3 separate regions of the Mus musculus genome follow, and regions 2 and 3 are each linked to region 1. The links are chromatin contacts, called in public Micro-C and promoter capture Hi-C maps. All regions are on one chromosome and are shown on one strand. The core of a region is the stretch at or near the end of the contact, and the rest is flanking DNA. Distances in the headings are between cores, read along the strand shown. Region 1 holds the start of Bcl9 (B cell CLL/lymphoma 9). Region 2 has its middle 9.2 kb from the start of Gm40102. Region 3 overlaps Rnf115 (ring finger protein 115).

Region 1 (2,700 bases), core at 104-2,603:
AAACGCTTTGGACCAGTGCACAGAGTTGCAGGAGAATCCTTAAGATCAACTCCGCAAAGTACAAACTCGAAGATTAGTAGGGTTTTGTGGGGAGGGCAGACAGTAACGATGGCTGGTCAAGGCAGTAACACGGCCCCACAAAATAAGGATAACAGGAATCTGAGCAAGGCGCATTAACCAAGATGTGAAAAAGTGCTACCTAATGAGCTAACATCTAACTTCACAGGGGTAGTGCTGAACGCGTCGCCCTCGAATTCTCAACATCAAAGCTCTTCCAAAAAATAAAATTAAGTGAGTGATACTGTGGTTGGGAGAAGACCTGGAGGCCGGGGCAGAAGGTGCTCTCTGGAAACCATAGGTAGTGCTGGCCAGGCAGGGCGGGGCGGGGCAGGGCCCGAGGTGAAGGAGACCTTGCTCTAGCCACAGCGCCAGCAGGACCCCAGAGAGTCTGTTCTGGGAAGAGGGAGAAGAGTGCAAGCCGAGGGGACCAGCTTTCCAGAGGGAAGAAAGCCCTCACGGGCAAAGGTAGAGTGGACACCTAGGGGCGGATGGGTGGGCTGGGGGAAGCAAGGCGGAATCGCAGTGGAGAGGTGCGAGGAGGTGGCATGAAGACTGAAGACTAGGCCCGACCCTGAACGGCGGGCGAGTGAAGGAAGATCGGTTCCTTCTGCAGCTCCCAGTTAGTTTCTGTCAAAGATGGCTAAATTCCACTCTGCCCTTCCCCCTCCCGCGCCTTTTCTAATCCCCTTCGGTGGCTCCAGTACTGCTGGAGGCCATGGGGAGTCTGGGTGAATGAGCGCCGGGAGGAGGGTGAGGAAGGAAGAGAACCTCCCCGCCGCACCACCCGCCCCGTGGGTCCTGCAGGAGGATCTTTTAGTTGAAAAAGAGGGTTCTGTGGCTTTAAACCGGGGAGTGGGCGTCACCGCGGGGGGACCCGGTGACTAGCCGGGGCGGGGTTGGATGGGAGGGGTCATGCAAAGCAGAAGGCGGTGCCGTCGGGGCGGGGCCGTGGGTGGGCGGGGCGCGGGCGGCTTCTCTTGAGCCAGGCGCGGGAGGGGGCGGAGGCCGCGGCGGGCTGGTACCATCGATCGCCTTCGGGGAGGGGGACGGGTGCCATTCCCCCGGAGGGGGCGGGCCCTGGCGGCGGCGGGGCCAGGGCCCCATTCCCCGCCGGGCGGGCCGGGGGAGGGGCGCGCCTCCGCTCGCGTCCGAGGCGGGGCCCGCGGTACCTTTCGTGGCACGGTGCGGCTGGGGGAGGGTCGAGGGGAGGGGGAAGGGGCGGGCCTGGGAGGGGGAGCCGGAAAGGGGGAGGCACCGGCGGACAATGGAGCCTATGTGTGCCTGCGGGAGTGGGACGGCGCCGCCGCCGCCGCTGCCGCCGCCGGGGGGAGACGCTGCGCTGCTGCTGCCGCTGGTCCGGGCCCCGGCCCCCCGGGGCTGAGAGCAGCCGGGGACCGCAGCTCCCGCCCGCGCTCGCCCCTCCCCCTCTCCGGCCCGGGGTAAGTGGCCCCGGGGAGGGGGAGGGGCGGGCCGGCGCGGCGGGGGCCGGGTCCGCGTGCGCGTGTGGCCGGGGGGCCTCCGGGGGTCGGGGCGCTGGCTTGGCGAGTTGAGTCTGGAGGAACCTGTTGGGGGAGGCGGGGGAGCCTCGGGAGCTATGGGAGAGACCGGGGCATCTCTCGGGGTTTTAGAGGTTGTGTCCCAAAGCTGTGCTTGGAGAGGTTACCTGAGGGGAGATGACCGTCTCGGGGTCTTGGGATGGAGGGGCGATGGAGAGGAAAGAGCGCGCGAAATTAGGAATTTCGGGTTGAGTTTGTAAGACCCGGGAGATGCGTAGAGGGGAGAAAGGGGACTCCGCAGGCCAGTGACTTGTTGAAGGGTTGGGGGAGGTGAAAGCCTAGAGGAATGTCTTGAGTTGTAAAGGGTTCCAGCAGGTGAGTTGGCGACGAATGAGTTAGGTCACTGAGTCATTGTGAGGGTCGTAGAACACACCAGTGGTTTTCAAATTGGAACCCTAGAGGCTGGCTGGCCTTTGAAAGTTGCAAAGACTATTAAGATGTCACTGGTAAGTGTTGGGTGAGCTTGGTGAAATGGAGTTATCCTAAGGAAAACAAGTCGCAGAGTTGGTGGTTAGTCCAGAGGGAAGGACCACGGCCTGTAGTAGTACTGCTGGGAACGTTATGTTAAAGCTGCCAAGGATGAGAAAGAAAGCTTGAAATCTGTCCCCCAAGAGCCTTAGTCTGCTGGAGGTAAGGAAGGGCGTTTTTTTAAATGTTAAAAGAGTTATTCTGAGGCCAAGATTGGAGTCAAAGTCATTAGGTAGGGTAGTGAAATGGATGCAAATATGCCTCTGTGGACATAATCCAAGGCAGGATGCAGTGGATACAGAGTTACACTTTAGTTAAAGCAAGAACAAGTCACCCCCTGACAGTGACGTCAGCGGCCATGTAAAAAGTCAATTTGATGGTGCATTTGTTAGCGTTTGATAAACTGTGGAATTAAATGGTTATTTTGGCGACAGAGACCTGGGCTCTTGTGTAGGGAACACAGTGATGAATTAGTTACAGGAGGTGAGGAGTAGGTAGTGAAATAGTCAAGATGTTGGGAGGTAAGACTTGTTTAGAACCTGTGACTTGGAGGCTTTTAAGTCTGGTTGGTTTGAAAGTTTTTGACTGGACACTAGTCACCAGGGAGTTTATCATG
Region 2 (2,700 bases), core at 108-2,607, 310 kb before region 1:
TATGTAAATAGCTGTTATGGTGTATTGCTTAGGGAATAAGGATCAGAAAAAGTCTGTACTTGATCATAGCAGACAGTTTTTCTGGTCTGAGGTTGGTTGAATATGTAGCCATTGAACCTGTAGACACACATGGCCAAGTGTTATAAGAAACACATTTAAGATGATCTTTGAATAAACACACACACACACACACACACACACACACACACACACCTCTATCAAACCTGAACCATTCTCCACTACAATCTGTAATGTCAAGTACAATGAATACTCCAAGCAGAACTTAACATTAAATATCTTTATCACTCAAAAAGTTAAAAATAAAATAATTTAGTATTCGCCACAAGGAGTTAAAGTGAACATCAAAGTAACTAGAAAGAAGAGAATGGACTGAGGCAAAGTTGAAACATGAAATAGCATGAAGGTAGAAAGGATAAATAAAAGAGAAGGGGAACAAGCATAGGGAAGCAGAGACAGCCACAGACTCAGAGGACAAGCAGAATGGTGTTGCTTTTGGGGACCCACCAGAGGAGATTAACATGGATTCCAGCCAACAGAATGTCCTCATTAGCCATCTGGCCACTATACTGGGTTCCTTTTCACAGCTACTTACTTGCTACTTAATTGTTTACACTGGAGAACCCACTCCTTTAAGTCCTTGTGCCTGTTATCCCTCAAGTGTTCATCTAGAATGTCAAAGTGTGGAGAGCCGTGAGCAATTGCCATCACGAGCCTCCGCTGTGCCTAACTGGTAAACAAGTAATGTGCGCAGGTGCAAGAGAAAATTTGTGCCAAGTCACTGCCCATCCCGGGGCATAGTAGTGGGGTGATGATGAGTGAGCAGCTAATCAGGAGCTGACACGTCACATGGAGGGGTATATAAGCAGCATCATTTTCCTTGTTCGGGGTTCTTCTTTCGCCTATGCAATCAATGCTTTCCCAATAAACGTGTGCAGAAGGATCCTGTTGCAGCGTCGTTCTTCCTGGCCAGTTGAGGGCGTGCAAGAAAGGGAAGCAGAGACAGCCACAGACTCAGAAAACAAGCAGAATGGTGTTGCTTTTGGGGACCCACCAGAGGAGATTACCATGGATTCCAGCCAACAGAATGTCCTCATTAGCCATCTGGCCACTATACTGGGTTCCTTTTTACAGGTACTTAGTTGCTACTTAATTGTTTACACTGGAGAACCCACTCCTTTAAGTCCTTGTGCCTGTTATCCCTCAAGTGTTCATCTAGAATGTCAAAGAAGGGTGTGGCTCACTTAAATCTAGATTCTGGGCTTCCAAGTGTGCAGTAAGCTGTCTCCATTGTCATTCCACTGTTGGTGGCGACAGGCACCACCAGCTCTGCGGTAGCTGGAACTTCCCCCCTAATTATGGTAGGGACAGGCATCACAGGCTCCACTATAGCTGGAACTTTACCCCTAGTGAACAAGGGATAAAACTAAGTAAATCAGTGCCCAAGTAGACATAGACCTGGGCCATCTAGAAAAGTCTTCTCCCTATCTGTAAGTCCAGTTATACTCCTTAGCCCAGGTTATTCTTCAGGATCGAGGAGGTTGGACCCACTCTTTATGAGACAAGGATGTCTCTGTAAGACCCTGTGAGAAACCTGTTGCTTCTATGGCACTCAGGATATGTTTTTGTGCTTGCAAGCTCACCCCTGAGAAAGGCTCGGGTCTTCACTATGGTCCTAAAAGCACAGTGTTCTCACAGGCTGGCTTATAAAGACTTTCTGTTGGCTCGAACTCATGTCCAAGTAGTATTCTCTGGTGGATACCTCACAACAACGTCACTGCATCAAGCTTATAGCAAAAGGGAAGTGGATGATTTTCGTGAAAATGTTAATGATTAAAATATTGATTTGAAAGGAAACAAGTAGAAACCTAGAACACATAAGAAAGTATCTATGGTGCTCTGAATATAAATGCCCCCCCCAAGGCCCATAGAGAGTGGCACTATTGGGAGACGTAGCCTTGTTGGAGTACTTGTGGCTTTGTTGGAGGAAGTATGTCACTGGGAGTAGGCTTTCAAGTCTCAGATGCTCAAACCAGACCCAGCATCTCACATTCTTCCTGCTGTTTGCCAATATGATGGAGAACTCTCAGCTACCTCTCCAGCACCATTGTAGGGATGTGTGCTACCATGACGATAATGGACTAAACCTCTGAACTATGAGCCAACCCCAGTGAAATGCCTCCCTTTATAAGAGTTGCATGGTCACGGTGTCTCTTCACAGCAATAGAAACCCTAATTAAGACAATATCTTAAGGGGAAAAATAAAGTAAAGCCAAAGCTCTAGCAAACAGAGCTAGCGCTCCGCTCTACTAGTCACCAAGGAAACAAGGTAAAGTCACAATATGCAATTCCCACTTGTGCTGCCAAAGCCTGGAGTGCCAGTGTCTACTATAGACAAGAGGACAGCTGCTTTCTTACACCTTTGCTGGAAATCTGACATGTTGCAAACCCTTCTGAAAACCATTTGATAATAGTAATAAAAGCACAAGGGCTAGAGAGGTGACTCGGCAGCTGAGAGAGCTCGCCATCCATCCTTGGGACCCTGGTCCAGTTCCCACTGCTTACATGAGGCCCGTGACTCCAGTTCCAGGGGATCTGATGCCTCCTACTGTCTTCCTTTGGGTATGACATGCCATGATGCACATGCATACACTCAGGCATAAATGAATACTTTAAAAAACA
Region 3 (2,700 bases), core at 12-2,511, 460 kb after region 1:
ATCATGATCAAGGCAACTTATAAAAGAAAGCATTTAATGTGGGGTTCATGGTTTCAAAGGATTAGAGTATTTACCCATCATGCCAGGGAGCATGGCAACAAGCAGGTAGTCATGGCACTAGAGCAGCAGCTGACAGCTTACATCTGATGCACAAGAACAAGACAGAGAGAGAGCTAACTGGGAACAGTGTGAGCTTTTTACACCCCAAAGCCAGTGACCAACCTCCTCCAAAAAGGCCACATCTCCTAATCTTTTCCAGACAGTTCTACCAACTGCAGACCAAGTTTTCAAATATGTGAACCTATGGGGTCATTCTCATTTACACATCACAAATCCCAGCTTATGGAGTAAGTGATGTGATTACTATGTCTTTATAATGGCTATAGATGACACTGAAAGGTAAATAGCGTCAGAGTAGCTGTTCTGTGATGGTTACGGTGACTGCTTACCTGATAGAATCTAGAATTATCTAGGACATGAGCCTTTGAGCATCCCTATGAGGCAGTATATACACTAGGTGAGTAGAGGTGGGTGGCACCATCTCATAGGCTGGGGTCCTAGACTGAAGGGAAAAGAGAAACTAAACTGAGCGACACCACCCACGTACATGTGTGTATCATAGCCAGTTGCCTCAAATGCCTGCTCCAGACTTCCCCACACAGTGGACTTTTCTCCCTTAGGTTGTTTTGTCAGGGTGTTTTATCACAACAGGAAAAGTAACTAAGAAAGAGCTAACTTTCAGCCAGGTTTTAGATACTTGAAACTAAAACCACATCTTCATCAAGTTTTTATTAGCAAATGTAAAGAAGCAAGGAGATCCCATTTGTCACAGAAATAACACTTCTACTTAGCAATGGTTAGGAGGAAGGTTGATAAAGTCAGTTAAAAAGCTAAAAGTAGCCAGGCAATGGTGGAGCACGCCTTTAATCCCAGCACTCGGGAGGCAGAGACAGGCGAATTTCTGAGTTCGAGGCCAGCCTGGTCTACAAGTGAGTTCCAGAACAGCCAGGGCTACACAGAGAAACTCTGTCTCGAAAAACCAAAATAAATAAATAAATAAAAACTTTAAAAAAAATTTTTTTAAAAAGCTAAAAGTATAATTTAAAAATCTTGTGCTTTAAAAGGTCTAGCTCCAGAAAATAACTTATTCAAAAAAAAAAAAAAATTAAAAAGCCAGGCATGGTGGTGCACACCTTTAATCCCAGCACTTTAAAAGCAGAAGGGGAAAGATCTCTGTGAGTTTCAGGCCAGCCTGGTCCACATACTTAGTTTTAGGCCAACCATAACTATAAAGCTAGACCCTGTCACACACACAAACACAAAGAGAGAGAGACAGAGAGAGAGAGGGAGAGGGAGAGAGAGAGAGAGAGAGAGAGAGAATTTTTTTAATGTATTTTACAATAAGAAAAGAACAATGGGACGGTGAAAGTGAAAGTAAAACTAAAGCCCTGGGCTCCTGGAACACAGGGCATGGCCACTCACACCCATACCCTCCCACCCCCAGCACTATACTTGGAAGCAGGAAGATCACTGAATTCAAGGCCAGCCATTTTACATGGCAAGTTCCAAAGCAGCCTGAGCTACAAGAGAGTCTTGACCAGCCCTGCCAAGATAAAAGGAACATAAAAATTAAACTGTTTGTAATATTAAGGTAATAAAAGAAAAGGACACTCCCAAAATCATCTTAAGATTGGCTACCATCATGGCAGACTTGTTTGTTTGTTTGTTTGTTTGTTTGTTTTTCCAAGTCAGGGTTTCACTGTGTAGCCCTGGCTGTCCTAGATCTCACTCTGTAGACTAGTCTGGCCTTATATTCAAAGATCTGCCTGCCTCTGCCTCCTGAGTGCTGAGATTAAAAACGTGTGCCACTACCACCCAGCTAATTTTACTTTTTTATCGAAGATTTATTTTTAATTCTATATGCGTGTGTATCTGGATGGGTATGTACACACAAGTGTATCTGCAAGAGGTCAGGAGTCAGATCCCTCTAAAGCTAGAGTTAAAAGTGGTTGTGAACCACCCAGGCAGAGGCAGAAGTAGGGAGATGTCTGTGAGTTCAAAGCTAACCTAGTCTATCTACATAGTTGCGCACCAACAAGAGCTACAAAGTAAGACCTGTTTTTTTAAAAAAGAGGAAGGAAGGAAGGAAGGAAGGAAGGAAGGAAGGAAGGAAGGAAGGAAGGAAGGAAGGAAAAGAAAGCCTACTTAATATTGTTATATCTTTCAGTACTTATGTCACAGTATATCAAGAAGGAATCTGAAAATAATACAGATACAAAATACTCTTTGGGGGTTTTTTCTTTGTTTGTCTTTTCTCTGAGATCCACTTGCTTCTGCCTCCCTAGTGCTGAGGTTAAGAGAGTGGACCACCACGACCCAGCAAACGGAGATACTCTTAATACTTTAGCACCTTTGTTTATACACCATGATTTTATATTATAAACTATAATGCATCTTATGTGACAGAACAAATTTTACTTAAATAAACTTCTCAGAGTACCCTGTCTTCTTGTGCATACCTGGAAGCTCTTTTACCTTTCTTTTAGAAAATCTGAGGTAGCAGCTATAATCAATTCACTCAAACTGTGTCTTTGACTCTGACTCCCTCTCTCCCCCTTCCTCTCTCCCCAATCCACCTCTCTGTGGTTCAGTATGCATGCATGTGTGCCTGCTTGTATGCATGCATGTGTGTGTTTGAGC

What was found. Promoter capture Hi-C pulls out the DNA fragments that hold promoters and counts their contacts. Hi-C and Micro-C count contacts between places; a contact is called where the count stands out from the background.
Region 2: a Micro-C map of embryonic stem cells shows a contact between it and region 1, with 2.5 times the contacts expected there. The contact joins the enhancer-like site here to the promoter of Bcl9 in region 1. A contact is called at or near these places in 1 of 484 Hi-C or Micro-C datasets (embryonic stem cells) and 1 of 115 datasets of contacts at active chromatin or transcription factors (forebrain).
Region 3: a promoter capture Hi-C map of liver shows a contact between it and region 1, with 2.1 times the contacts expected there. The contact joins the enhancer-like site here to the promoter of Bcl9 in region 1. A contact is called at or near these places in 7 of 39 promoter capture datasets (the 3T3-L1 cell line, 3T3-L1-derived adipocytes, embryonic stem cells and 3 more) and 1 of 115 datasets of contacts at active chromatin or transcription factors (bone marrow-derived macrophages).

The regions. Positions count from the first base shown.
Region 1 is chr3:97,226,017-97,228,716 of GRCm38.p6, reverse strand. Bcl9 (B cell CLL/lymphoma 9) reads left to right here and starts at 1,353. Exons shown (of 10, transcript NM_029933.4): 1 at 1,353-1,499.
Region 2 is chr3:97,535,793-97,538,492 of GRCm38.p6, reverse strand. No RefSeq gene overlaps it. Among named protein-coding and RNA genes, the nearest start is that of Gm40102, 9.2 kb to the left of the region's middle. Within about 2 kb of position 1,357, at least 4 of the 459 cell types and tissues checked have an H3K27ac peak or open chromatin away from gene starts, as enhancers often do. A contact at or near this core is called in embryonic stem cells, where this site is marked.
Region 3 is chr3:96,763,507-96,766,206 of GRCm38.p6, reverse strand. The region is part of intron 3 of Rnf115 (ring finger protein 115); the gene reads right to left. Among named protein-coding and RNA genes, the nearest start is that of Rnf115, 37 kb to the right of the region's middle. Within about 2 kb of position 1,261, at least 53 of the 459 cell types and tissues checked have an H3K27ac peak or open chromatin away from gene starts, as enhancers often do. A contact at or near this core is called in bone marrow-derived macrophages and liver, where this site is marked.